Regions from separate parts of the Mus musculus genome. Here all the other regions are linked to region 2. The links are chromatin contacts, called in public promoter capture Hi-C maps. All regions are on one chromosome and are shown on one strand. Each heading gives the region's core, a stretch centred on a gene start, on an enhancer-like site or on the middle of the called end of the contact. The rest is flanking DNA. Distances are from core to core; before and after follow the strand shown. Region 1 holds the start of Zfp759 (zinc finger protein 759). Region 2 holds the start of Zfp595 (zinc finger protein 595). Region 3 holds the start of Zfp58 (zinc finger protein 58).

What was found. Capture Hi-C pulls out chosen DNA fragments and counts their contacts.
Region 1: a contact with region 2 is called in a promoter capture Hi-C map of adipose tissue. The contact joins the promoter of Zfp759 here to the promoter of Zfp595 in region 2. A contact is called at or near these places in 17 of 39 promoter capture datasets (the 3T3-L1 cell line, 3T3-L1-derived adipocytes, the C10 cell line and 12 more), 16 of 484 Hi-C or Micro-C datasets (the C2C12 cell line, CD4 T cells, the G1E-ER4 cell line and 11 more), 6 of 115 datasets of contacts at active chromatin or transcription factors (bone marrow-derived macrophages, embryonic stem cells, large pre-B cells and 2 more) and 4 of 9 other capture datasets (adipose tissue, liver, macrophages and 1 more).
Region 3: a contact with region 2 is called in a promoter capture Hi-C map of liver. The contact joins the promoter of Zfp58 here to the promoter of Zfp595 in region 2. A contact is called at or near these places in 5 of 39 promoter capture datasets (cranial neural crest, liver, maxillary cranial neural crest and 2 more), 6 of 484 Hi-C or Micro-C datasets (Sertoli cells, cerebral cortex, double positive thymocytes and 3 more), 8 of 115 datasets of contacts at active chromatin or transcription factors (bone marrow-derived macrophages, cardiomyocytes, effector CD8 T cells and 4 more) and 4 of 9 other capture datasets (adipose tissue, embryonic stem cells, liver and 1 more).

The regions. Positions count from the first base shown.
Region 1 is chr13:67,126,225-67,130,180 of GRCm38.p6, reverse strand. It overlaps Zfp759 (zinc finger protein 759), which reads right to left and starts at 1,953. Exons shown (of 4, transcript NM_172392.3): 1 at 1,867-1,953. The coding sequence starts at 1,872.
Region 2 is chr13:67,330,286-67,334,215 of GRCm38.p6, reverse strand. It overlaps Zfp595 (zinc finger protein 595), which reads left to right and starts at 1,656. Exons shown (of 5, transcript NM_177622.3): 1 at 1,656-1,749. The coding sequence starts at 1,744.
Region 3 is chr13:67,497,991-67,501,889 of GRCm38.p6, reverse strand. It overlaps Zfp58 (zinc finger protein 58), which reads left to right and starts at 1,368. Exons shown (of 4, transcript NM_001007575.2): 1 at 1,368-1,519.

The DNA of each region.
Region 1 (3,956 bases), core at 704-3,203, 200 kb after region 2:
TCCCTTTATGATAGTCTGAAGTTTTTGGTATCTGTTGTAAAATCTCCCTGTTCATTTCTGAATCTAATCATTTGGGTCCTGTTTCTGTTGGTTAGCTGGATCCAGTGTCCCTCAATCTTGTTTATCTTGTTTATCTCCAGCTCACTAAAGCTTGGTTTGACTGAGGACAGTATAAGCAAGATCGCCTGAGATGGAGGAGGGGATGTGGAGAAGAAACCCTGAAAAAACAAACACACAAAGAAAACCTGTGTGTATGTTGTGAATGCAAAACTCTTGTAAGGAGTCTGTGTGTGCAGAGACTGATGGCCCACGTGGAAGTTCACTGAGGGGCAGAGCCTGGAATTCTGCAGGTTCAGGGTTAGCTGTCTTGGGCTGATTTTCCCTTCAGGGACAGTCCTTGCCTCACTATGTAGTGGACCACACAGCTTGTTAATAGATAAAAACCTCTCAGAATCCACTGACTAGGCAGAACATGAGATTCTATCAACCCAAAAGCTAAAATCTCAGCAGATGGTATCTTAGGTGAATAGAATATCTCCCATATCTCAAGGTACATATACATACCTCTATCAGACTTACACCAATGTATTTTAAGCTTTCTTAGGTTAATGACATTCTTTGTTCTGTAAAACCATGAAATAGATTTCATGTTGGAGCATGGAATTTGGATTAATTAAACCTGTGTTCTCAGATCATGGCTACAAAAATGGCTCTGGACTAAACTATTCTCTTAACTCTTCAAAAGGACAACTATGCATTTTGCATGAACAGGAACCTACTATATGCAAATCATAAGTTCCCAAGTATGCCACAGGTTTTGAAATTTATCTTGCAGCCTTTCTAATACAGTTGAAAAATTTGAAGACTTCTTCCTAAAACTATTAAGGGTGCATCAGTAAACCTGAAAGTCACATTGAGGGACAGGGAAAATTTAAGAGAGTTCGAACACTGCCAATAATAGGAACATACATAAGAAAATCACATGATGAGACAATATCCAGATCCTGCCAGATTAAAGAGAACAATGTACAGAGCCTGGCAGATGAGCAGAGATATTTCCTCCTTCCCTTTCAGACTTTCCAGCTCCTCCCAGCGATCTTTCTCTCATCACACCAAGTCATCTATCTCTCACATCTGAAAAGAAGTCCAAATACTGGACAGAACACATACTCAGAACACAAACATACTCAGAACCGTTGAGGTATTACTGTCTAGTCATTTTTAATCTGTGTAAAATCCATAATTACATAGATTGTGCAAACACGGGATGTTACCAATTACAAGATTATTCTGTGGCTATACAGCCATGTATTGTGAGGAATCATGTCACTGAGATGTCTATTAGAAATTCCCACTCTAACCAAGGCATCCATAAATCTAACAATTCATTCCAAAGGAAAAGTAATTAACACCCCACACAACAATCACCGTCACAGGACTCTCTGTCCCTGGACACTAGGAACTTTAGAAAGCTGTGTGAACTCAAACAAGGAGTAGTCTCCAGGACATGACGTATAGGGGGCGGTAGATGTCCCCGTGTTCTGTATGTCCAGAGAATCTGACTACAGCCAGTGAGAATGGGTCAACTAGGCCGAGCACGTTTCCCTTTAAACATGCTTGAGCTCTGGTCAGCATCGCAGGCACAGGCAGTGTGCAGACCCTGCCTGCCCTTGCCATCCTGTAGTTTCTAACGTTCTCCTCATCAAACCTGTGCCCAGGGACAGTGACCCAGCCTAGGTCAGCACAGCATCTCCAGGTCAGCAGCTTCCTGTCTCACAACAAGCCCAAGCCGGCACTCTCCGTGCCCTACCCGCCACCCTGCACAGTCCCTCATATCTGCAAGATGGTGCTGTTCCCTGCACCAACCTCCATGTCAGAAATCCAAATGCAGCGCTCAACAGGACAACTGCACAAATTTGAGAAGCGACCTTTGACGAAAGAATATGGAAATTTGATGCTGACAGCACTTTCTGATGCCGTCACAGGGGCCGGGACTACATTTCCCACAAATCAATTGGAAGGACTTCCGGGAACCCACTGAAGAGGTTTTGTACACTGCCTGGATTACAGTCCACTGAGAGCAGGTGCACATGGACATGCACAGGGAATTTGGGCTCTTTTACAGTCCTTGGTCACGGCACGAAATGTTTGCCTGTGAGCTGAACCTTTCACATTAATCCCGCCTATCAGGTTTCCATGTTATCTCTGATAAAACATTTTGATTTAAAAACTCCGACCTACTATAGAATCTTATTAACAAATGGAAAATTCATGCTTTCATGATCTGCTTTATTTAAGAATGTGGAAGCAGGAAGTTAATGTAGGAGTGAGCATTATCTCTTTACGATTCTATTGAAACCATCCTAGTCGCTTAAGATAGAAGAATTAGAAATCAAAGCTAGTCACCAGCAGATGTTTTCTGAGCACTCCACTGGTTTTTCTCTTCTGTATGTCTCCCAAGGGGCGGGACAGAGTTACTGGGATCACAATGATGTGTGTACTAACTCTTTTTTTTCGAGGCAGGGTTTCTCTGTATAGGGTTTCTCTGGCTGTCCTGGAACTCACTCTGTAGACCAGGCTGGCCTCGAAATCAGAAATCTGCCTGCCTCTGCCTCCGGAGAGCTGGGATTAAAGGTGTGCGCCACCACGCCCGGCGTGTGTACTAACTCTTAATCCACTGTGCACTATAGGATTTCCCCCTGCCTTAGGTTTGATGTTCCTTATTGATTTTTCTGTCTCTGCACTGATCCTGTCATCGGTCATATTTGACAATATTTGAACATTAGTGTTATCTGTCTTGAATTTCCCTCACTTCTCCTAAACAGAACACTGAGATATTTTCTTCTTGAATACAAAGATATCAGAAATATTCATAATACTGTCTAATGAGATCACTGTATTAAAGGAGTTACACTGGAAACATAGAGTATTGAGAATTCATGTCTCTTCTTGGGAAGGTTTATTCTTGTGCAGTTCATGGTTGAGTCAAAGTTACAAACCCTGTTACAGAAAAGACTTCCTACTTCCCTGAATCCTAATGATTCAAAAAGAAGCTGTTTCAAAGAAGATACTGTGCCGAGTCCATATTTAATTCTTCTTTTCCAGTGAGTATGTTTATCCAGGAATGCAGAACGGCTTCCTCAAATTAGAAAAATTAGAGTCAAGGAACAATACATGTACCTGTACTTGATTGGCAAGTGTCATGACTGGTCTGTCCTCCTCCTGAATGCTGCAGTGAAGGGCATTGACAGAAACCACAAAAGTTAGTATTTCTGAGCATAGCTAGTTTTCCAATATATGTTATGTGTTGAGATCTGGTCTGTTGCTATGTATTGTAATGCTAAATTCTGTATCCAAGATCTAGTACTACAGCTGACTTCTCATATTTACATGGTTCTGTGGCACAAACCTTCATCCTTGATTTAAAACTATGGGATAAATCAAATTGGCTACAGCCAATTACTGGAGGGATTTGTGGAGGGCGGGTATTGAGTTACCTGGTAGGGGGTGGAGAAGAGAGAGAAGAAAGAGAGACCAGGACAAGGAGAAATGGGGAAAGAGGATGAAGATGCCCTGGGACAGATGGACCATGAGCCTGTGGCCAGGAGAAACAGCAAATATCTGGGGTAGAGCACTGGGAAGGTAGCCATGACGGCAGTTACAAGAGTAGATTAGTGGTTGTGTTCCAGTAATTGCCAAAGCCAAATGCTATAACCCTAGGCTGAGTTGAATTTATCTGTAAGCTAGTCAGTCATAACCTTAAGTACATTGTGCTACTTGTGTGTATGTGTGTACATGTATATTTGTATCTGCTACATGCAAACCTACCTAAGAGAGTAGTCATTCATAGGAGATGCGCTCATCCTTGAGGATACAGCATAGAGTCACGACTCTTCTACTGTCTCCATTTCTTTGCATTTTGCCTGTGTAATTCAATAGGGGGAGTAGCTACCGTG
Region 2 (3,930 bases), core at 407-2,906:
CTAAGCTTGTTCAAAATGCTCTTCATGAAACTTAACCAGAGAACAAAGTCTCTACTGGGCTATTTTCAGACTTCTTTTGTCAATACAATTAATATAAATCTCTTTACCTTAGACTCAGGTAGACTCATCAGACAAGGACAAAAAGCAGCCACATTCTTCACCAAAATACCACAAAAACTGTCTGTAGGCCACATCACTATCAGCAACAAAGTCTTTCATATTCTTTCTAGGATAGCCCCTTCAGCCCCATTTGAAGCATTCTACTGCTTCCCAATCCAAAGTCCCCAAATCCACATTCTTCCAGACAAATGCGTGGTCATGCCTATCACAACAATACCCCACTCCTGGTACCAACTCCTGTCTTAGTTCAGTAAATAGTACATAGCCTAGTTGTCTTAGGGTTTTAGAGCTGTGAACAGACACCACAACCAAGGCAAGTCTTATAAAAGACAACATTTAATTGGGGCTGGCTTACAGGTTCAGAGGTTCAGTCCAATAATAAGGAGGGAACATGGCAGCATCCAGGCACGCATGGTACAGGAGGAGCTGAGAGTTCTACATGTTCATCTGAAGGCTGCTAGCATACTACTGCTCCCAGGGAGCTAGCAATGGGGTTTGTAACTTTGACTCAAGCATGAACTGCACAAGAATAAGCCTTCCAAAGAAGAGATGGGAATTCTCAATACTCCATGTTTCCAGTGTAACTTCTTTAATACAGTGATATCATTTGACAGTTATATGAACACATTTCTGATACCTTTGTATTCAAGAAGGAGTTATCTTGATGTTCTGCTTCAGAGAAATGTGGGAAGTTCAAGGCAGATACCACTGATGTTCAAATATGGTGAAATATGAATGATGACAGGATCATCAGAGACACAGGAAAATTAATAAGGAACATCAAACCTAACAAAGGAAATCCTATAGTGCACAATGGACCAAGGACGCTTGCCATCCTGTTGTTTCCAACCTTTTCCCCTTCAAACCTGTGCCCAGGGATAGTGGCCTAGCCTTGGTCCACTGTGCACTATAGAATTTCCTGTGTTAGGTTTTGATGTTCCTTATTAATTTTCCTGTCTCTCTGTACATATACCTCTGTGATCCCAAGAGCTCTGTCTGCCTGCCCCCTTCCCCTTGGGAGAGATGCAGGGGAGGAAAGCAGTGCTCAGAAACCACCTGGTGGTAATTAGCTTTGAATTTTAATTTGTTTCTCTTAACCACCTGAGATGCTGCAAGACAATCAGGGTCACCAAGGATGGTTTCAAGAGCATCTTCAAGAGATAATGCTCAGTCCTAAATTAGCTTCCATATTTTTAAGTAACTGATGAATTTTCCATATGGTAGTAAAATACTTTAAATTCCTTTAAAACCACAGCGTCCTAGCAGAAATAACTAGGAAACGTGGTAAACATCACTGTAAAAGGTTCGATGCACAGGCTAACATAGGGTGCTGCGACCACCGGACTTTAAGAGTCCAAATGCCCGTGTCTGCCCATCTGCAGATCCTTGTTTATTCCTAACTTAACCTACTCACGGGTGGCAGGAATTCTGGCGGACAACAAACTAGTTCTGTGGGTTCCTGGAAGTTCTTCGCACTGACTTGTGGGAAATGTAGTCCCTACCACGTTGACGTCACCAAAAGGCTGGCTGTTCTTATCAAACTTCCGCATTTGATTTTCAAACTTAAGCTTCTCCCCAAAGTTAGGCGTCTGTCCTGTTGAGCACTGCGTTTGGATCTCTGACATGGAGGTTGGTGCAGGGAACAGCGCCATCTTGCAGATCTGAGGGACTGTGCAGGGTGGCTGGTCGGGCGCTGAAGATGATTTGAGCTGACCTGGAGATGCTGTGCTGACCTAGGCTGGGCCACTGCCCCTGGGCACAGGTTTGAAGGGGAGAAGGTTGGAAACAACAGGATGGCAAGGGCAGGCTGGGTCTGCTGACTGCCTCTGCCTGAGATGCTGAAGGGAGCGCACTCATCTTTACTGGGGAAACGTGCTCTGCCTGTGCCTACATAGCTGTAGTCAGATTCTCGGGACATACAGAACACGTGGACGTCTAGTGCCTACTAAACTTTATATCCCGTCCACTACTCCAGTTTGATCTCACAAATCTTCCTAAAGTTCTTGATGTCCAGGGACAGAGAGACCTGTGAGGGTGATTGTTTTATGGAATGTTAGTTTCTTTTCCTTTGCAATGAATTGTTGGATTTATGGATGCCTCGAGTTGAAAAGAATTCTGAAGGTACAATCCTATACCTGAATCATCACAATACATGGCTACATAGACACAGAGTAATTTTGTAACTGGTATGAACCAGTGTTTGCCCAAATATGGAATTTGCCCTTCTGCTTAAAAATCGTTAGACAATAATCCTCTTAATAAGTGTTCTGTCCAAAATTTGGACTCCTTTTCAAATATAAAAGATGAGTTGATGTGTGTGTGTGTGTGTGTGTGTGTTTGTTTTTTTCAGGGTTTCTCCACCACAGCCCTCCCCCCTATCTCAGGTGATCTTGCTTATATTGTCACTTTTCAGTCAAACCAAGGGTTAGTGAGCCAGAGCCTGGCTCGTGGCATTCAAGTCTACTCCCAGAAATCATGGGCTTCAGACCACCTTGTCCTATCTACTGGGATTTTCAATGAGTTTCTAACCATACCTAGGATAACAGACATTTCCTCGTTAACTTTGCTAATCTGTAGAAAAAAAAAATAACAGTATATGAAGTCGGAATCGCAATGCTGCCTTGTACATCAAAACATGTTCCTTACAAAGTAGAGAGAGTACAGCATTGTGCTCATATACAATTTATAGGCACCTTATGTTCATATATATTTTTAATTAAACAGCTCTATGACAGAAAAGAGAACTTAAGTGTAATTCTATGACACATTTCTGTCACTTCTGCTTTTTGGGGAGGAGTCAGGAATCCAGAGAATCAAAATCATCGTCTCCTTTATAGCCAACTCAAAGTGAGCCTAGGCTACATGAGACCATGTGTTTTAAAAAGATTCTTAGAACATAGCTTTTCTTTTTCTACGTGGTAATTACTTCTGGTTGGTCTCAGTTCTGAGCACCAGTGCCCTGATAGAAATCCATCCAATTGACATCTTCTAATTATGAAAACTTACAAATGGGCTGTAAGAAGTTCCGTCGAATGTATTTGAAATGTTACATCCAAATTTTCACTAGTATCCTTCTGTTAATGACTAGTGTTTGGGGTTAGAAACCTGATTGCATTTCTTGTGTGGGAAAGGATTCCATCTTTGTCTGGCTTGAGTATTCCTCTGTATTTGCAGGGAATGGTTGTCATCTTTGCATCATCTTCTCTGTTGTTTTCTGTCATTACCCCCCTGGTGGTTTCTTATGATTTTAAATGAATTTTCCCAGAACAGCATTCTGGCTCTACAGATGGAAAATGATAACCACATCTACCACTGTACTTCACATATGGTATCACCACCATCCAGACAGTAATCTGTGGGATTCCTTCCTCTTCCTCTTCCTCTTCCTCTTCCTCTTCCTCTTCCTTTTCCTCAGGGAGGAGTCCAGTCTCCTATGCTTGCAGTCCTGACCTTTTTCTTGCAGGCTCTTATTTCCTCCTAATGTTACTGTGACTGATGATATGAATCAGACTGACTATGTTGGTGTTTTGTGGAGCCCATAGCCACTCCTGATCCTACAATACTTCCCCCTACTCTTCAACGAGTGTCCCTGAGCTCCTTGTAATATTTGGCTGTAGTTCTCTGCATCTGTTTCTGTCAGATGCTGGTAGATACCATTCTCCTGTCTGCAAGACTAAACAGAGTATTAGTAATGGTGTTAGGCATTGGTTCTTGCCCAGAAAAGGGGTTGCAAATTGGGGGTAATCAGGGGTTGGTCATTTCCTGTCTCTTCTCTGTCTTTCTCCCTGTACTATTTGTAGGTATGACACA
Region 3 (3,899 bases), core at 119-2,618, 170 kb before region 2:
CCTTGATCACTAATTGAGAAAATGCCTTACAGCTGGGTCTCATGGAGGCATTTCCTCAACTGAAGCTCCTTTTTCTGTGATAACTCCAGCTTGTGTCACGTTGACACAAAACCAGCCAGTACAACAGCCAAAAGGCACAAGTTCCATAGGTAAATAGGAAACATTCCATATATGCATACATGGATAGAAAACCTCTGCTTTGTAGAGAGGAACTTGGGAAATATTTGGATTATGTATAACGTCATATAATGCAGTCCATTGAACAACCTTTTAAAGGAGTTACCATTCTGAGCTAGATAAAACTACACAGTCAGGTCATGTGCCTCCCTGTAAAGGATACATTAATGAAGGGTCCTGCACAGCTCTGGGGTGGGGGATCCTTGTTAGTTCATATTGTTGTTCCTCCTATAGGGTTGCAGACCCCTTTAGCTCCTTGGCTACTTTCTCTAGCTCCTTCATTAGGTGCCCTGTGGTCTATCCAATAGATGACTGGGAGCATCCACTTCTGTATTTGCCAGGCATTGGCATAGCCTCACAAGAGATTGCTATATCAGGGTCCTGTCAGCAAAATCTTTCTGGCATATGCAATAGTGTCTGGGTTTGGTGGTTGTATATGGGATGGATCCCCAGGTGGGGCAGTCTCTGGATGGTCTTTCCTTTCATCTCAAGAGCTGAACTTAACTTTGTTCAATTATTAAAACCACCTGTGTGGTCTTGGCCCACTTCCTGTACTGTATGGGTTCCAATGTTCACAGGAATAGTTTTACCAGTTGTAGAATCTGATATATATATGACTCACACCGGGTATCAGTACAGAAGAACAAGAATTATTTATGTAGCATAGTGTTGAGCCAAAGCCATTACACCCAAAGGCTTTTACCTTAAACTAGCTCCCTATCCATCTTATTTAGAAATAAGGTCTCTATAAATAGCCCAATCCAACCTTGGATCCTGGGTCCTTCTTCCATAAGCCACCAGGCAGCTAAGAGCATAATAAGGCACATCAATGCTGGTTTGAAAAATCATCTTTAAAAGATATTTTTTTATTCCCACACTAGTGATTGCTTCGTCGTGCTGATTTTTTTTTTCAAGGAGTAGTAAGATTAAAATCACAACACATGGACAGGAAAGGACCTGAAACCCTAATATTTCTGTCAAAGGCTCGACTCATATTCATATATCTCATGTTGTGGATCTGGAGATGAAAACCAGCCTGACTTCCCAATGGCTGTCAAGCATAGTAGGCTTCTTTCTCTCATACACTCCTGTGGGTTGCCAGTGACAAATCCAGGAACAGCCCTAGCTGATTTCCGGGAAATTCTTCGCACAGACTTGTGGGAATTGTAGTCTGGCCACTGTGTCGTCACAGGGACCTGCTCCGGAAACAGTATTTAATTGAGTCTGAAAGTGTGCTGTTTCTCCAAAGTTGGGTGAGAGTGCTGTCCTGCTCAGCTCTCGAGTTGCATCGCTGACGTAGAGGTTGGTCCAGGGAGCAGCGCAGCCTGAGGCATTGTTCGAGGTGCGGGGATCCATCTGGCAGCGAGTAGAGCAGCGATGGGTGGGAGGTCGGGAGAAACTGACCTGCGCTGTCCTTACATTCTGGTCCATAAAGATACTGGTCAGGGCTGGGGAGAGGGCGTGTCTGACGGTGCCCTGATTGATGTTTGTCAGAACTCTGAGCACAACGCGAGTCTACCGTGGGCTTCTGGGACAGGAGTGCAGGATGGTTGCACGGGAGTGGGGTATGGTGTAAAGATCAGGCTTGGTGGGTCAGCTGACGAACTTGCATCTCAGGCGGTGCTGAGAGCTCACTTTCCCGCTTGGCTGGGGAGACTTTGTTACTAGCTGAACCTCACTCTCAGATGAATCTTGAGGTTTTCTCAGTTCATCTAAAATAGGTGGGTTTTCTGCCTCTCGAGCGTTTCACAGCACGCCGGTATGATCAAGGATTGTCATCGTTTTTCTCGGCCAGTCGGTGAATTAAACGGGTAAGAAAAAAATCAGAGACACAACAGGTCGTAGCTGGGAAATTCTGGGGCACCGTGGACAAATCTACCAGAATCACCTGATAAAGAAAAGCTTTGACTAGGGCTGAGGGAAAACAGGTGCGGTGGGCACATGGAGAGAAGCAACCACTGGCAGGCAGAGTGAGGGGTGGGGAAGCTGATGTCCCGCTTCACCTTCAGGGCTGGCGTTTCTTAAGCCTTTGAAGGGTTCCATCCCTAAGTTTTGGTTGATTACTTTTCAAGAAAGACAGGATGTCTACTTGGCCCACAACTGTTGTACAAACATTCTTCGATCTGGTCTTGAACTTGAGCCAGTCCATTAGCAGGGACCCCCGGAGCAGTGGGGGGAAAGCTCACCTTGTTTTAGGCTGCTAAGCGTTTGTGTGAGGTCAGCAGGGTGAGGGAGAACTTAAAGAACGTTATGCATTTATGTAATTTAAGGTAAACGGACCTCATTCCCATTCTGGAATTCTCCTTGTCTGAAGCAGCCACAGTGGTTTACACCCCTCCCTTGCTTTTCTGCCTCTTGCATGGCTTCTCCTTCCTTACACTGCACATCAAAGTGTGTAGAATGCATCTCTAGTTAGCCAAAACAGAAACCCTGCTCCTGCTCCTCACGTGGGGAATGAGAGCCAGATTTACATGTGGCATCAACCAGTGTACTGGCTAGTTTTGTGTCAACTTGACACAGGCTGGAGTTATCACAGAGAAAGGAGCTTCAGTTGGGGAAATGCCTCCACAAGATCCAGTTATAAGGCATTTTCTCAATGACTGCAACTTTTAAAGCCCCATAAGACAGAGTAATGAAAATCTGTGTTTCTCAAGTTTATCTCATGCATACGTATTTGGTTTCTATTCAATTCTGTCCAAATAACATCTGTAATTTTTCTCAATGGCCTCTGACATCATCACTTAGACGACCAAGACCTGGACGCCATTATCCAGCATACTTCCCCTTCCGAGTTAGTGATCAAGGGGGGAGGGTCCCTTGTGGGTGGTGCCATCTCTAGGCTGGTAGTCTTGGTTCTATGAGAGAGCAGGCTGAGCATGCCAGGGGAGGCAAGCCAGTAAAAAAAAAAAAGTCCCCCCATGGCCTCTGCATCAGCTCCTGCTTCCTGACCTGCTTGAGTTCCAGTCCTGACTTCCTTTGGTGATGAACAGCAGTGTGGAAGTGTAAGCTGAATAAACCCTTCCTCCCCAACTTGCTTCTTGGTCATGATGTTTTGTCCAGGAATAGAAACCCTGACTAAGACAACCAGTAAAACAACATGTCATTCCTTCCTCTTGGGAAAGTAGGTTCCATTGGGAACCTTCCGTTGGGACGTTAGTGCCCTGTAGTGTCCAGTCCCACCTGGTTCTTCTAGAATCTTTTTGGTGTATGCTAACATGTGCAAGTGACGGCTTGACAAGTGGCATTACTGGTTTGCTTGCTACTAACCTTGCTGTGTAACACAGGCCATTCTTGGAAACTCGGAAGGGGAAGTATGCTGGATAATGGCGTCCAGGTCTTGGTCGTCTAAGTGATGATGTCAGAGGCCATTGAGAAAAATTACAGATGTTATTTGGACAGAATTGAATAGAAACCAAATACGTATGCATGAGATAAACTTGAGAAACACAGATTTTCATTACTCTGTCTTATGGGGCTTTAAAAGTTGCAGTCATTGGGTTCATTCAAAATTGTTTTCAAATGCAATGACATACATTGAGGTGTAAAGTGTGTGTCCAGATGGGCTGGCCATCTCCTTAAACCCTACATCCTGTTGCTCATTTCTTTGTGGTATCCACATAAGTCAGTGAATGAGAATGTAAGCCACAACGGTTTGTTGGGCATACACCACTTACCAGTATGTTAAGAAGACTCAGTAACCATATACTGATTATTTAAAATCC